3 separate regions of the Hordeum vulgare genome follow, and all the other regions are linked to region 1. Evidence: chromatin contacts called from public Hi-C data. All regions are on one chromosome and are shown on one strand. Each heading gives the region's core, a stretch centred on a gene start, on an enhancer-like site or on the middle of the called end of the contact. The rest is flanking DNA. Distances are from core to core; before and after follow the strand shown. Region 1 holds the start of LOC123448236 (very-long-chain aldehyde decarbonylase GL1-11). Region 2 has its middle 22 kb from the start of LOC123448234. Region 3 holds the start of LOC123448239 (ribulose bisphosphate carboxylase/oxygenase activase A, chloroplastic).

Region 1 (4,389 bases), core at 119-2,618:
TGGGCTGTCTTACTTGCCATAATGGAGAAAGTTATGTAAGAGAAAAACATCCATTAACAGCTTAGAAGAAGGTTTGGGTACCTTCCCTGTCTATCCCCGCGTTATCTCTTTTAACAGTTCCCCGCCATGTGTGGTACACATGCATTTCACATGGAAGATGGACCTATATATGTCTATCTAGTGGAGGGATCAATCAAGAAGCGTGTGACGTAGTTAAGAGCAGACCTGCATCTTGTATCTCATTACTTGGGCATTTGTTGGTCCTGATGATGCAGGGATTGATTCCCAGAGTGCTTAGAATTAAAGCATTCCAAAGTCCAAGGATTTTTTCAGCTTGCAACTTTAATTTTCATATTTTGAAATCATAACCTCGGGGCAGGAATTTATTATAGCTTGATCAAGAAATACAAGGTTTAAGTATTAGTGCAGCATCTACAGTGAAAATCCATAAGTCTTTCGATGCATGTTTAGCTGAGCCCTGTCACCAGTGTTTCTCATCCTTATTTTCCTTCTCCGGGCAGTTTCATTTGGACGCAAGGCACCATGTATCACTTTATTAAACTCTAATAGCATGAGGCAGAAATAGTTTCTTGAAACTGTAGCGAAGAGAGCCAAACGAAAATGAGTGTTGCCTACTCATGCTTGGTTCATAATATCAGTACACACAATATAAAGAAAGCAGACGCATCCCTTTCTGGTTCGGCTGTCTTACTCGTCGGTCTTGCTTGTCATGATAGGGAAAGTTTTTTTTACAAAAGGAGAAAAAGAAAAGCATCCAAACATAGGTTGCAAAAAAAGGTTTGGTTATCTTCCCTGACTGTTCTCCAACCATGTTGTCGCGAAATTTCGAAGATATACACACGCATTTGACGTGCAAGATGGTCCTAGACACGTCTATATAGTGGACGGATCAAATCAATCAAGAAGCGTGCGAGATAAGTAGGAACAGACCTGGATCTTGTACTTGGCGAAGAGTCCGAAGCGCTCGAAGAGGAGGGAGGGGAAGCCGGAGAGGAAGAAGACACTCTCGTGGAGGACGAAGGTGACGACGGTGGCCAGCTGGAACTCGCTGAAGTTGGTGATCAGCCACTGCATTCGTTGATCCCGACGACAAGGCCGGAGACGGCGACCGAAGGGAGAGGAGGAGATCCGTCAAGATCGGCACGTATAGCGGGGAGGGGAGACAGAGATCGGAAGGATAGGCGCGTACCTCCCAGGCGGAGTCGAGGGGGGTGGCCGCCATTGCTGGGTGGCCGGCGGCGGATGGCAGGAGGAGGGGGGAAGAATCTTTCTCGGTGCTGTATGTTGTATCTGGCTGGCTGGCCGCCCTTGGAGCTTTCCTCCTCCGCCTCCTCTGCTCGCTTCCTCCTGGCTGAATATATGTGTTGGTTCTGTGTGTCACTCGGTCATCACACCCGGACTAGATGCGTCCACGTGTGTGTGTGTGGTTTTCCGCCCCCTTCGACTCATTTCCTTTTCCTTTTTTTCCCTTATAAAAATGCATGCTTGCAGATAAGACTCAACTAATTCCGCAAGCATTAATTCATGACTACTTCAGTTTGTATCGTTGTACTCCCTTCATTTCAAAATACAAGTTTTTTTAGAGGTTTCAATAAAGTGCTTGGGATATGTCATAAAGATTCACCAGAAGTACAAACATCCCATATACTGTACATAATAAAGTTTTGACCAAGGACACTGGACCATCGAATGACCACTCCCAGAGAGAGAATTTGTGATGGGTTTTCTTGGCTAGATCCGAGGGCTAGGATAAGGATGAGGATAGATCTGATGGTGTGATGTCGTTTATGTTTTTTTTATTTTTAAGAAGGCGTCTGGTATGTTTTTGTGGATCTCATGCTGATGCAGCCACATCACATTTCCAATCATGTGTTTTTTGTGTGTTGCCGCATCGACATCAAATGTTATGACAAAACTACTATCACAAGGAAGAACTGGTCAGATCACTATCATACCCATGACAGCAAGAACTACTATGAAACGCAACAAGTATTAATAACGTTGGATGAGAGTCGTAGCAGCCGGCCCAGGTCACAACGTCCTGCGCTGGCTAATGGTCGATGGAATCCGGTTGCATCACTTGCGTGGAATCTTTGTGTGTGTGATGTATAGAAAACAAGCGACATGTGCCCAGCTGATCACAGTCCAATACAGCAGATGATACAGCTGATAAGATCTGGTCGCGCTTCACTTCTGAGTTTTGGTTGATATATCAACAAGATCTGATCCCGGCCAAGCTGTTAGGTCCAGTAACGACAGATTCCTGCTGATAACTGTGCAATACATCCATCGCAATTCGCAAGCAACCTTACTACTCCCTCCGTTCCTGCAAGTCTTTTTAAAGGTTTCACTAATGGACTATATACGGATGTATATAGACATACTTTAAAATGTATATTCATTCATTTTGCTTCATATGTAGACCCCTAGTGAAATCTTTTAAAAGACTTATATTTAGGAACCGAGGGAGTAGTTTACTATTATTACAAGACAAGGCAAGCACAATGGTGGAACATCACGTTTTCTACTAAGTGAACCCAAATGGACGATGGATTCATCATGTCAACCATGAAGTTTTCCAGGCTAAGTGTCGAGGTAGTTTGCGGCCATCATCAGCTCCAGGGTTATTTCTGGCTCGATCGGGAACTCCGCCGTCTCTTTCCCACTACAAACAAAACAACAGAGTCGTCAAACAAACGCAACGGATGCGATATGCAAACATCGCATTCACTGCTAGTCCAACTAAACACACCACTTAATACAAAGCCTATCAGTACACTGCTTCTGTTTCTTATGCAAGGCGTATTTTCACTACCCAAAGTAAGGGTGGAATCTGCAATATATGTGAAAACACACCAAATTCTCTTGTACTGACGAAAAAATCTCATCTCCTCTACACACGAAATGACAACATGCAGCAACCAACCCGTGGTTGGATGGTTAGGAGGATTGTGGTATCCGCTGCCCACCAGAGTTCAAGTCCCAGACTTGACGTTGGTGCTTGCATTTTCCTGGATTTATTCCAGGTCTTCCGGCGATGTGCTTTCAGTGGGAGGAGACATTCCCGTCGACAACGAAAGCGTCAGTGGCGACTTCGTCAATCTCAAGATGATGTGCCGGCTTAGTCTCTCGAAGATGCTCATAGGGGTAGGGTGTGCGTGCGTGCGTTCATAGGGGTGAGTGTATGCTCGTGTATGTGAGCGACTTCGATTGTACTCTGCTCAAAAAATGACAACATGCAATTTTCATCAAAATCCCATTTGAACCAGGTACAAGGACCATGCGTTCTACTCTAACCAAGGAGAAAAAAAGGGCTAGGCGTTAATTGTGTGTTTTGCCAGCATATCTTGCCTAAGCACATGCCTAGCATTATTAAGCGCTAGGCATTCTGATGTCAAAAAAAAGGTAGGCATTCTATTGTCGCCTAGCGCCTAAGCACACCTTTTTTCACTGACTCTAACTCAAGTAACAGTTAGCCTGGACAGCAAGAGTAAAATAAAACCTAAGTGCCTTATAATCGGACAAAAGACTTAGGACTCGACTGAAGTTACCCTGACAAATTGTGGATTAAAAATTAAGAGGACCTACCAAGACCTAAGGTAGAAAACATTTAAGGTTATATTGCACAGTTATTGAGTTATATCATTTCATGAACAACTATTATTTAAACAAGATTTTCAGGTTTTAATGTTTCACACTCAAATTGGTACAACATAGAGTAGCTAGGTGGTAGGAACCATATGGTATTTGTAGCTTGATGCAAAATCTGCATGTGTTGTTGGCTTGTCGTCATTGTTGTACCAGTGTATAAGAGGTGACTTCACACAAATGAGACAGAGCATGTGACCTTGTTCCAGAGCAAAAAATGATTCTTACTCAAATGGACACACGAATGGAGAAGTTGTTCACAAAAGCAGTAAGCAATTAGGAAGGCTTAAGAGTTAGAAAACATCATATTACACACAGTTAAATTCTTGCTTTGCCACCACAAATGACAAAATGATCCAAAAAGTCAAATTTTAGCTTACAGTGAAAATAACATAAAAAATCCTCAGATATATGCATGACCAGTAACCCACTAATAAAACAGGAAAGATAAATAACAGCACAAGCAATGAAACAGAAAAGGAAGTCCATAATATATGGACAACTCATGTGCATGATATATAATACGGTCTAAGAGCATCTCTAGAAGACCCCGCAAACTGGGCCATCCGATATAATAACAGCCGATTTGCGGGATGAAGCCCGTATATCCGTCCCGAATAGATCCCCCAAATCCAGCTGTCCCGGTTTTTTTGTGGGATCCCGAATCCACGAGCCCATTTCCTCCATATCTACGGGACTTCACCCGATTTTGCCGGGGCC
Region 2 (4,293 bases), core at 486-2,985, 510 kb after region 1:
TATGGCAACAAATTGTTCGAGCTAGATACTTTAAAAGGAAAACAATTGCTAATATTCAACCTCTGTTTAATGATTCTCCTTGCTAGAAAGCTATCATGAAAGTTAAGGACGTTATATGGCTGGTAGGGAGATTATTACTAATGTCGGGGGCCTCACCAGGCTGTGGCATGAGCCCTGGTCTGGTAACAAACCATTAAAGGATAGTTGTCCTATGCTATTTAATATATGTGATAATCAAGATTGTAGCCTTGCGACCTTTGCTGGTAACAACTATGTAGTCAATTTTAGGCATACTCTCTTTCGAGAGCTGGCTCGACAATGGGAAGAGATTGTTAATAGTGCTCGGAACTTGGTGTTATCTCATTCTACTGAGAAGGTGGTTTGGAAACTTACTCCTAACTAGTTGTTCTCTATTAAATTAGTTTACAACTGGTTGGAAAAAGATCTTGCAGTACCTCATTATAAATGGGTTTGGAAGGCTAAAATTCCTTTGAAGATTAAAATCTTCTTGTGGCAACCATTTGAAAACGCTGTTCTTACTAGAGTTAATATGCGAAAGAGGAACTGGTCCGGAAACCCCTTATGTTCATTCTGTCAGAATGTTGAAATGGCGAAACACTTGTTTTTTGGTTGCATCTTTGCTCGTTCTGTTTGGGGGGCCTTTGGGTTGGCTGTAGGTGCGACATGTTGTCCTCGAGCCTTGTGGCAATCCTGTGCTTGGTTGTACACATTCCTTCTTGGGGGGTAGGAAGTTCTATATGATGATACTGGTTGCTTTATGTTGGAGTATATGGTGCACTCGAAAAAAAGTTACTTTTGAGAAGCGTGTGGTTAGAAGTCTGTTAGAAGCTGTTTTCACTGCTTGTTCTTTCTTAATGTACTGGTCAGGGCTTCTGAAGGCGAGTGACAAGACTATGCTTCACGCACGAGTGAAGGTGATGGCGCACGTGGCGACGTCTTTGGCTGATTGTCCGTGAGGTAGAATTGCACTGGGTTGTGGTGATAGAGCTCAAGTTGGATGAAGGCTGGTTACATGTTATTTGTAACAGCCCAAGTGCTTTTCCTTCCCCTTTTGTAATCCTTTCCATGTTTTGCAACTGTGTTGATGCAATGTTATGGATGATAGGCTTGTGGTGTGTCATTTCATGTGCATCTCATGCATCATGCATGTCTTATTTCTTTTCCCCTTTTGTCTTGATTGGTTGATCTTGTCATGGACGCCACCTTGATGATCATTTGAGGGTGTATGTTTGTGATCTTGTGCATAAGTGTGGGTGCAACAAAGCCCCTTCAAAACCTTTGTTGCTCCATGATTCTAAAACCCTCCCTATTCAAATATTTTGCTAAATGTGTTTTCAACTTGCTTTAAAAAACCTATACAAATGTTCCACCTTTCATCTCAATTTTTGTGAGTGGTGAAGTGGAGTTCTTTTATTTTTTCTCCAAGCCTTGATATTCCGTTTCTTTGAAAAACAGCCTAGATTTATTAATAAAGCATATATTTTGCTTTCCCTAAAAATAGTTAAACCTATTTTATTAAATAGGCTATATTATTTTGTTTAGCAAAGTATTTTTTATTTTATTTCAAAACCCCTTCTTATTTCTGCGGGATTTATGTGGTTGTCTGGTTTTACAAAATAAAACAGAGGTTCTTCTTTGGTTTGAGTTAAGAGAGAGCCAGGCCAGCCCTTATAGGCGCAGTAGCTGTTCGGTCCAGCCCGTAGCGGGTCCCTCTTCTCCCACCTCTCGACCTCACATGTACGACTCCATAGCCACCACCAGATCAGAGCTCCTCCTCTATCAACGGCTGGCTCGCATCCAGAGGGCCATAAGAGGCACCCCAACCCTTCTCAACCCTAGCATCTCCATTTCTCTCCCTCCTCTCTTCCCTAGCACCGCCGGGGGTGAACCCGAGCTGCTCCACGCCATGGCCGGCTCGATCAAGAGCTTGGGGCCGTGGTGATCCGGCGCTCTTCTTTCTCTCCGTCAGTACTAGGAGCAACAGGACGTTCGGGAGGTTCCATTTTCGCGAAGAGATCGGCGTAGGAGCTGCTTCCTCGACGTCCACGACGGCGGCCGTCTTCTTCCTCTCCGGTGAGTCTTCTTCCGCTTCTGCTCAACATCCTCTTCATCTCCGTAGCCCGATCCCCTTCTCTGAGACCCTAGGTGAGCTGCGCCTCCTCCGTCGCTTCCCCTCTCTGGCTGAGGCCCCGCCGTCGAGCGCAAGCTCGCTGATGCTCTACTCTGTTGCAGCAGCAGACAGCGGTAGCAGCAGGTTCAGTAGCTTGCTTAGCAGCAGTAGGTTTAGTGCTTGCAGTAGGCAGCAGTAGCTTGCGGGTGCAGTGGACGCGCAACAGCCGCGCCCCGCTGCCGTTCATGTGCGTGCGCGTGTGTGAGTCTGCACCGGCGAGAGACTCTGGCGTCTCTCTGCTTCAGCAGAGAAGGCGTCCCCTTATGTTAGCTATTTCGGGTGAGTCCCTCTCAGGACAAAGCACCTCACCTAGCCGAGCTGGTTCGACCAAGCCAGCGCGACCGTGAGGTCGAGGTTTCGATATCAAGCACGCGTCCTTTTGGTCTGGGGTTCGACCTTAGTTCCTCCCCTTTTTGTTGGAAATCGTTTCCACCTGGAGCGCTGGCCCATGTCTGGGGTTTGACCTTAGTTCCTTCCCTTTTTGTTGGGAATCGTTTCCACCCGGCGCGCTGGCCCATGTAATAATTTTTTCCACCCCGCGCGTTTCGTTGGTTAATGGATACAACATTTTTTGTCTAAATTTGTTGCAACCAGCGTCAGTTTTGCTGGAAGCATTTTTTTTTACTATATTTTGTTCCAGTATAATATATATTTTCCATCCCTTTTGTTTTTCGGTGGATTTATTCGAACTGCGTGGCAGGATAGCTTACCTTGCCTGACGCTGTAGACTGTGCAGCAGCGAGCAGGGCAGGTCTGGGGTTCGACCTTGGTTCCTCCCATTTTTGTTGGGAATCGTTTCCACCCGGTGCGCCGGCCGAACCGACGCGCTGGTCGCCCCCTCGCGCGCTGGCCCATGCAACAAGTTTTTTCGGTGGATTTATTCAAACTGCGTGGCAGGATAGCTTACCTTGCCTGACGCTGTAGACTGTGCAGCAGCGAGCAGGGCAGGTATGGGGTTCGACCTTGGTTCCTTCCCTTTTTGTTGGGAATCGTTTTCACCCGGCGCGCCGGCCGAACCAACGCGCCGGTCGCCCCCTCGCGCACTGGCCCATGCAACATTTTTTCCACCCCGCGCGCTTCGTTGGTCAGTGGATGCAATATTTTTCGTCTAAATTTATTGCAACCAGCGTCATTTTTGCTGCAAGCATTTTTTTTACTATATTTTGTCCCAGTATAATATATATTTTCCACCCCTTTTGTTTTTTCGATGGATTTTTCGAAATGTGTGGCAGGATAGCTTACCTTGCGTGACGTTGTAGACTGTGCAGCACCGAGCAGGGCAGGTCTCGGGTTCGACCTTGGTTCCTCCCCTTTTTGTTGGGCATCGTTTCCACCCGGCGCGCCGGTCGCCCCCTCGCGCGCTGGCCCATGCAACAAGTTTTTTCGGTGGATTTATTCGAACTGCGTGGCAGGATAGCTTACCTTGCCTGACGCTGTAGACTGTGCAACAGCGAGAAGGGCAGGTCTAGGGTTCGACCTTGGTTCCTCCCCTTTTTGTTGGGAATCGTTTCCACCCGGCGCGCCGGCCGAACCGACGCGCGCTGGCCCATGCAACATTTTTTCCACCCCGCGCGCTTCGTTGGTCAATGGATACAACATTTTTCGTCTATATTTGTTGGAACCAGCGTCATTTTTGCTGCAAGCATTTTTTATTATATTTTGTCCCATTATAATATATATTTTCCACCCCTTTTGTTTTTTCGGTGGATTTATTCGAACTGCGTGGCAGGATAGCTTACCTTGCCTGACGTTGTAGACTGTGCAGCAACGAGCAGGGCAGGTCTGAGGTTCGACCTTGGTTCCTCCCCTTTTTGTTGGGAATCGTTTCCACCCGGCGCGCCGGCCGAACCGACGCGCCGGTCGACCTCTCGCGCGCTGGCCCATGCAACAAGTTTTTTCGGTGGATTTATTCGAACTGCGTGGCAGGATAGCTTACCTTGCCTAACGTTGTAGACTATGCAGCAGCGAGCAGGGCAGGTTTGGGGTTCGACCTTGGTTCCTCCCCTTTTTGTTGGGAATCGTTTCCACCCGGCGCACCGGTCGCCCCCTCGCGCGCTGGCCCATGCAACATTTTTTCCACCCCGCGCGCTTCGTTGGTCAAT
Region 3 (4,933 bases), core at 1,600-4,099, 750 kb before region 1:
CGAACGGCTGGAGATGCTCTTAGGGAACCACATCATGATGCAGCTGCTTATTAAGGATGTAGTTCTCCACAGCAATCATTTGAAACAACTGCTCCTTTCTGTTTGTCTTTCTAAGCTTAAATGACGTTTAGTTTTGGGGATCTAATTTGGACGTTGGAACATCAGGGCTAAAATTACACGCTGTATGTATCGCATGATCGCAATTGACTCTCAGTTTCCATGCGTTTGTGCAATAATAATTAATAAGCTGAAGCTCAAATTAATACTTTCTTGTTCTGTTTGCAACAAAGCAGAAGGAGTCTCCACTGAAGGAATGAATACTGAGAGTGACAAATGATAAGTAGGTGTATTGGTCTTTGCCAAATGGGTATACTCAATATATTTAGAGATATATTAACAAAACATGCCCAGCAATCGCTTGGATGCGATGCGGACTTAGGTAGGTAAAACATCAGATATTAAAAGTGGCATGCTTAAAAGGTGTAAAGGCAGCTGCCGTCGTCGCTCCTTGCCGTTGGGTCGTAGTTCTTGGCATTTTGGTCGGTGCAACCTTCCGGCACGGGCAAAGTACCTTGCTGTGCTCCTTTACCTGCAATTTAATTGTTTTGGACGACGTGATGAGAAGATGAGCTTGATATGCCGGCGGAAGAGCAGGTAAGAAAAACAGGCCTCCACTCCCTTTTTTTTTCCGAAGTAAGAAAGTGAGAAAGAAGTATGCATGTAAAGTAGTTGCTGAAAGTATAAGAAGATTGTGCGTAGTTCACCTCCTCCTATGCAGCAAGAGATGGTGGGTGTGTATGGAGAATTTTCTAACCGTAGAAGGAACCAGTCTTCATCGCATCCTGGTTAGCATCACCCAGAGCTGCCTGGCTCATGTAGGTGTCAGCAAGCTGCACACGCTTGACATTGTCCTGCTCCTGGACGAGCATGTGCCCGTACTCTAGCAGCTTCTCGACTGTCATCTTTGGCTGCTCGAAGGTCACGGGCCCGTCCCGCGAGTTCACCAGCCTCTTGCCAATGTTCTCGATTCCGGTAGAGCCGACCCACTTGCGCACCTCATCGTCGTACACCCGAGCACGCAGAGCACCGAAAAAGTCTGTATCGGATCGATGCATGATACTTTGTTAATTACTGATATACAACTTGTCTGCCCTGATGAATATATATATATATATATATATATATATATATATATATATATATATTTGGAAACAAGAGAAATATACCAATGGATTGTCCTGGGAAGGTGTCGACGATCTTGACGACAGACTCGTCACTGACATTGTCGGTCTGGAAGATACCCTTGCAGACACCGATACGGTCGTCACGGGTGGGAGCCCAGTAGAACTTCTCCATACGACCATCACGGATCAGAGGAGCGTAGAGCGTCGAGAAATCGTTACCGGTGACGACGATGGGCACACGGGGGTTCTCCTCCTTGTTGTACATGCCAGGGAGCTGCACGTTGGTGGGGGCATCGGCGATGTTCATCAGGGTGGCGTTCACCATCTGGTTGTTGACGGTGTACTGCGTGGTTCCGCCCATCCTACCCGCACCAGCGTCAAGATCGTTGATGAAGAGGCAGCACATCTTACCCTTCTTGATCATGTCTGCAGCCTCACGGTACCGCTGCCTGATGAGCTTGGCTGGCTCTCCAGCGTTCCCACTCTCCAGCTCTCCGGCACTCATCATGATGGGGCTGTGGCAAAAAGCACAGGTCATTATCTATTATTACTATTATCTTATACTCCCTCTGTTCTTAAATATAAGTCTTTTAAGCGATTTCATCAAGAAACTACATACAAAACAAAAAGAATGAATCTACACTCTAAAGTATGTCTATATACATCCGTATGTAGTCCTTTAGTGAAATCTCTAAAATGACTTATATTATGGAACGGAGGGAGTAGTATTTCTTTAGGGAGGAAGTAGATGAATGTAAATTCTTACTTGATGCCCATCTTGGCGAACACAAGCTCACACTGGAATGATTTTCCTTGACCCTTGCCTCCCCAGATACCCAAGATGAGTGGGATCTGAATTTCGATTCAAGGTCAGTTTCAGAATCAGAATGATTCATTTTATTGCTGCTTCTGCTAATAATCAATTAAATTAAATAACGATGTCTGCATGCATCGATTAATTCAACCTCCTTTTTTCAAAAAAAGAAAAGAAAAAAAAAGGTACCTTGATGTTGGGCAGGGTCATGAAGTTTTTGGAGAGATGGACAACAAGCTTGTCCATGAAAGCAGGAGCGATGTAGAAGCCTCCCATGGTGTTGTCGAAGTCGTACTTCCGCAGGCCCTGGCTGACGTACTCGTAGGAGCTGAGGACGGCCTCGTGGGTGCCGTCGCCCGTGGGCGCCTGGAAGAGCGAGTCCACGATGCCCTTCCCTCTGGTGATGTCCTGCTGGTCGTCGGAGATATCGTACGCAAGACCCTTCCACTTGTCGGTGTTCCTCTTCTCGTCGATGTTCTCCGCTGCCATGACTGTGAACCTGTTGGCCTTGGAGCTCTTGCCATGGTAGTTCACGGCCGAGGTCACCTGCTTCTTGAGCTTCTTCCCGAGGAAGTTGGTCGGCGTAGAAGCCTGTATACATTACATTACATTACATATACACACATGAGATGCCGCTGAAGACACTGATAGGATATCATCACTAAGCAAGAGATGCAATCAATCAATCGATCGATCAGTGTGTGGTACGCACCGGAGCCCCGACGGTGGAGGAGAAGGCAGCAGCCATCTCTGTGCTGCTTGGTCGACCTTGCTAGCAACGGTGGATGCGCGCGGCTGTGCTGGTGATCAGTGATGAATGACTGCTGCTGCTCAAAGTATAGAGGCCGAGCTATGTGACGCCTTAAATACACGTGGATTGGCATATTGCTGCTCTGCTGTGGGGAGCTTGGAGGAGGAGGCGGCATACACACACCCCTGCTTGTGGATCAGCCTCCCGATCCCCCAGAGGCCACACGCTGGAGATTGGGTTCTGAGCGTCTTGGCCGGCCGGTTGGATGACTTGGACCGTCAAGACCAAACGCTGCAGCTGCAGCTGCAGATACGTCTGCTGGCCATCAATTCCATGGCCTTCCACGGCCACAGAATCTAACCATTCATGCTCAAATCATCTCCCATTTCTTCCGTGCCTTTCATTTTTTCCTTTCACTCGGTCGCCCGTATATACTATCTTGTTTATTAGCCAAGCCATGTCATTGCATAACCACAAAAAAAGGGTCTCTCGTTGCTTGTTGGATGAGGCACCCAAGATTGTATTCTAGTTCCAAGTACCACAAATTTGTTGCTGCCATACATATACTGGTTTGTTGATAACCATCAAGCTAGGGATGTCATTTGGCACCACACAAATCAAGTCCTGGTTGACATCAAGCACATGGGTTTGTACTTTTGTCTACTCCAATAAATATTGCCACTTCGGTAAAAAAAAATGAAGCGTATTAAGAGAAAAGGTAGCCATGCAGTTTTGCTTTGATGAAAAGATTATAGAACGTGTCTAATGTTTTCATGTAAATGTAATTCGTGTTGCCTAGCTCAAGTTCCCTGCTGGTATTCTCATTGTTTGGGTCTAGTACAGACCATTAATTGATCATTACGATGAATGCGAGCCGTTTGGCTCGCACAATCTTTGTCCAATACACCTTCTAGTGATGTTGTCCTTGTTAATCAACTTTGTGGTGCAAATTGGGGTTTCCGTAATCCGTCAAAGGGAAAATATGTATGTATGTGATGAGTCATGACCCCCCACATCCACAGTACTCGTACCTAATCAACAAGCTTCAGATGATTTCCACATATGTGCTAATCTTCCGACAAGTGCTAATATCAAGAGATATATAGGTTGTTGGGACTTGGGACCCTAGCTTGCATCCATTGGAGAAATGATTAAGCGGAAAATGACGATTTAAGAACATATACAATTCCTTTCTCTTTCAAGAAGAGACTTACAATTGGGTTACCTGTGCGGCGATGAATCAAAAAGTTTGAGTGGATTTCGGGTCCAAAATAGTCCAACATATATATAGTGCATGCATGCATCTTAAGTAGAGTAGGACCTTCTACTTGCCGTAGAAGGCACCGGTCTTCATGGCGTCGTCGTTGGCTTGGCCGAGCGCCGCCTCGCTGAGGTACTTGTCGGCGAGCTGCACACGCTTGACGTTCTCCTGCTCCTGGACCAGCATGTGGCCGTACTCCATGAGCTTCTCTATGGTCATCTTGGGCTGGTCGAACGTGGGCGGCCCCTCCCTGGAGTTGACGAGGCGCTTGGAGATGTTCTCCACGCCGATCTCGCCGACCCACTTGCGCACCTCGTCGTCGTACACCCGTGCCCGCAGCGCGCCGAAGAAGTCGATGGACTGCCCCGGGAAGGTGTCCACCAGCCTCACCACGGCCTCGTCCGGGACGTTGTCGGTGCGGAAGATGCCCTTGCACACGCCGATGCGGTCCTCGCGGGTGGGCGCCCAGTAGAACTTCTCCATGCGCCCGTCACGGATCAGGGGAGCGTACAGCGTCGAGAAGTCGTTGCCGGTGACGATGATGGGCACGCGGGGGTTCTCCTCCTTGTTGTACATCCCCGGGAGCTGCACGTTGGTGGGCGCGTCCGCGATGTTCATCAGGGTGGCGTTCACCATCTGGTTGTTCACCGTGTACTGCGTCGTCCCGCCCATCCGGCCCGCGCCGGCGTCCAGGTCGTTGATGAAGAGGCAGCACATCTTGCCCTTGTTGATAATGTCGGCCGCCTCGCGGTACCTCTGCCGGATCAGCTTGGCCGGCTCGCCGGCGTTGCCGCTCTCCAGCTCACCGGCGCTCATCATGATGGGGTTGATGCCCATCTTGGCGAACACCAGCTCACACTGGAACGACTTGCCCTGTCCCTTGCCTCCCCAGATACCCAGGATGAGAGGAACCTTGATGTTGG

What was found. A called contact is a pair of places that touch in the nucleus more often than the background predicts.
Region 2: a contact with region 1 is called in a Hi-C map of leaf, with 2.4 times the contacts expected there. The contact joins the enhancer-like site here to the promoter of LOC123448236 in region 1. A contact is called at or near these places in 2 of 6 Hi-C or Micro-C datasets (leaf and seedling) and 1 of 1 datasets of contacts at active chromatin or transcription factors (embryo).
Region 3: a Hi-C map of seedling shows a contact between it and region 1, with 4 times the contacts expected there. The contact joins the promoter of LOC123448239 here to the promoter of LOC123448236 in region 1. A contact is called at or near these places in 3 of 6 Hi-C or Micro-C datasets (leaf and seedling).

Annotation. Positions count from the first base shown.
Region 1 is chr4H:154,883,822-154,888,210 of MorexV3_pseudomolecules_assembly, reverse strand. LOC123448236 (very-long-chain aldehyde decarbonylase GL1-11) reads right to left here and starts at 1,368. Exons shown (of 7, transcript XM_045125066.1): 1 at 1,211-1,368; 2 at 952-1,089. The coding sequence starts at 1,243. It overlaps LOC123448237 (elongin-C), which reads right to left. Exons shown (of 3, transcript XM_045125067.1): 3 at 2,262-2,686. The coding sequence ends at 2,605.
Region 2 is chr4H:154,371,208-154,375,500 of MorexV3_pseudomolecules_assembly, reverse strand. No RefSeq gene overlaps it. Among protein-coding and RNA genes, the nearest start is that of LOC123448234, 22 kb to the left of the region's middle. Within about 2 kb of position 1,735, at least 3 of the 3 cell types and tissues checked have open chromatin away from gene starts, as enhancers often do. A contact at or near this core is called in leaf and seedling, where this site is marked.
Region 3 is chr4H:155,635,263-155,640,195 of MorexV3_pseudomolecules_assembly, reverse strand. LOC123448239 (ribulose bisphosphate carboxylase/oxygenase activase A, chloroplastic) reads right to left here and starts at 2,849. Exons shown (of 6, transcript XM_045125069.1): 1 at 2,711-2,849; 2 at 2,188-2,589; 3 at 1,951-2,036; 4 at 1,227-1,699; 5 at 815-1,096; 6 at 328-589. The coding sequence starts at 2,746. The coding sequence ends at 474. LOC123448238 (ribulose bisphosphate carboxylase/oxygenase activase B, chloroplastic) reads right to left here. Exons shown (of 2, transcript XM_045125068.1): 2 at 3,901-4,933. The coding sequence ends at 4,074.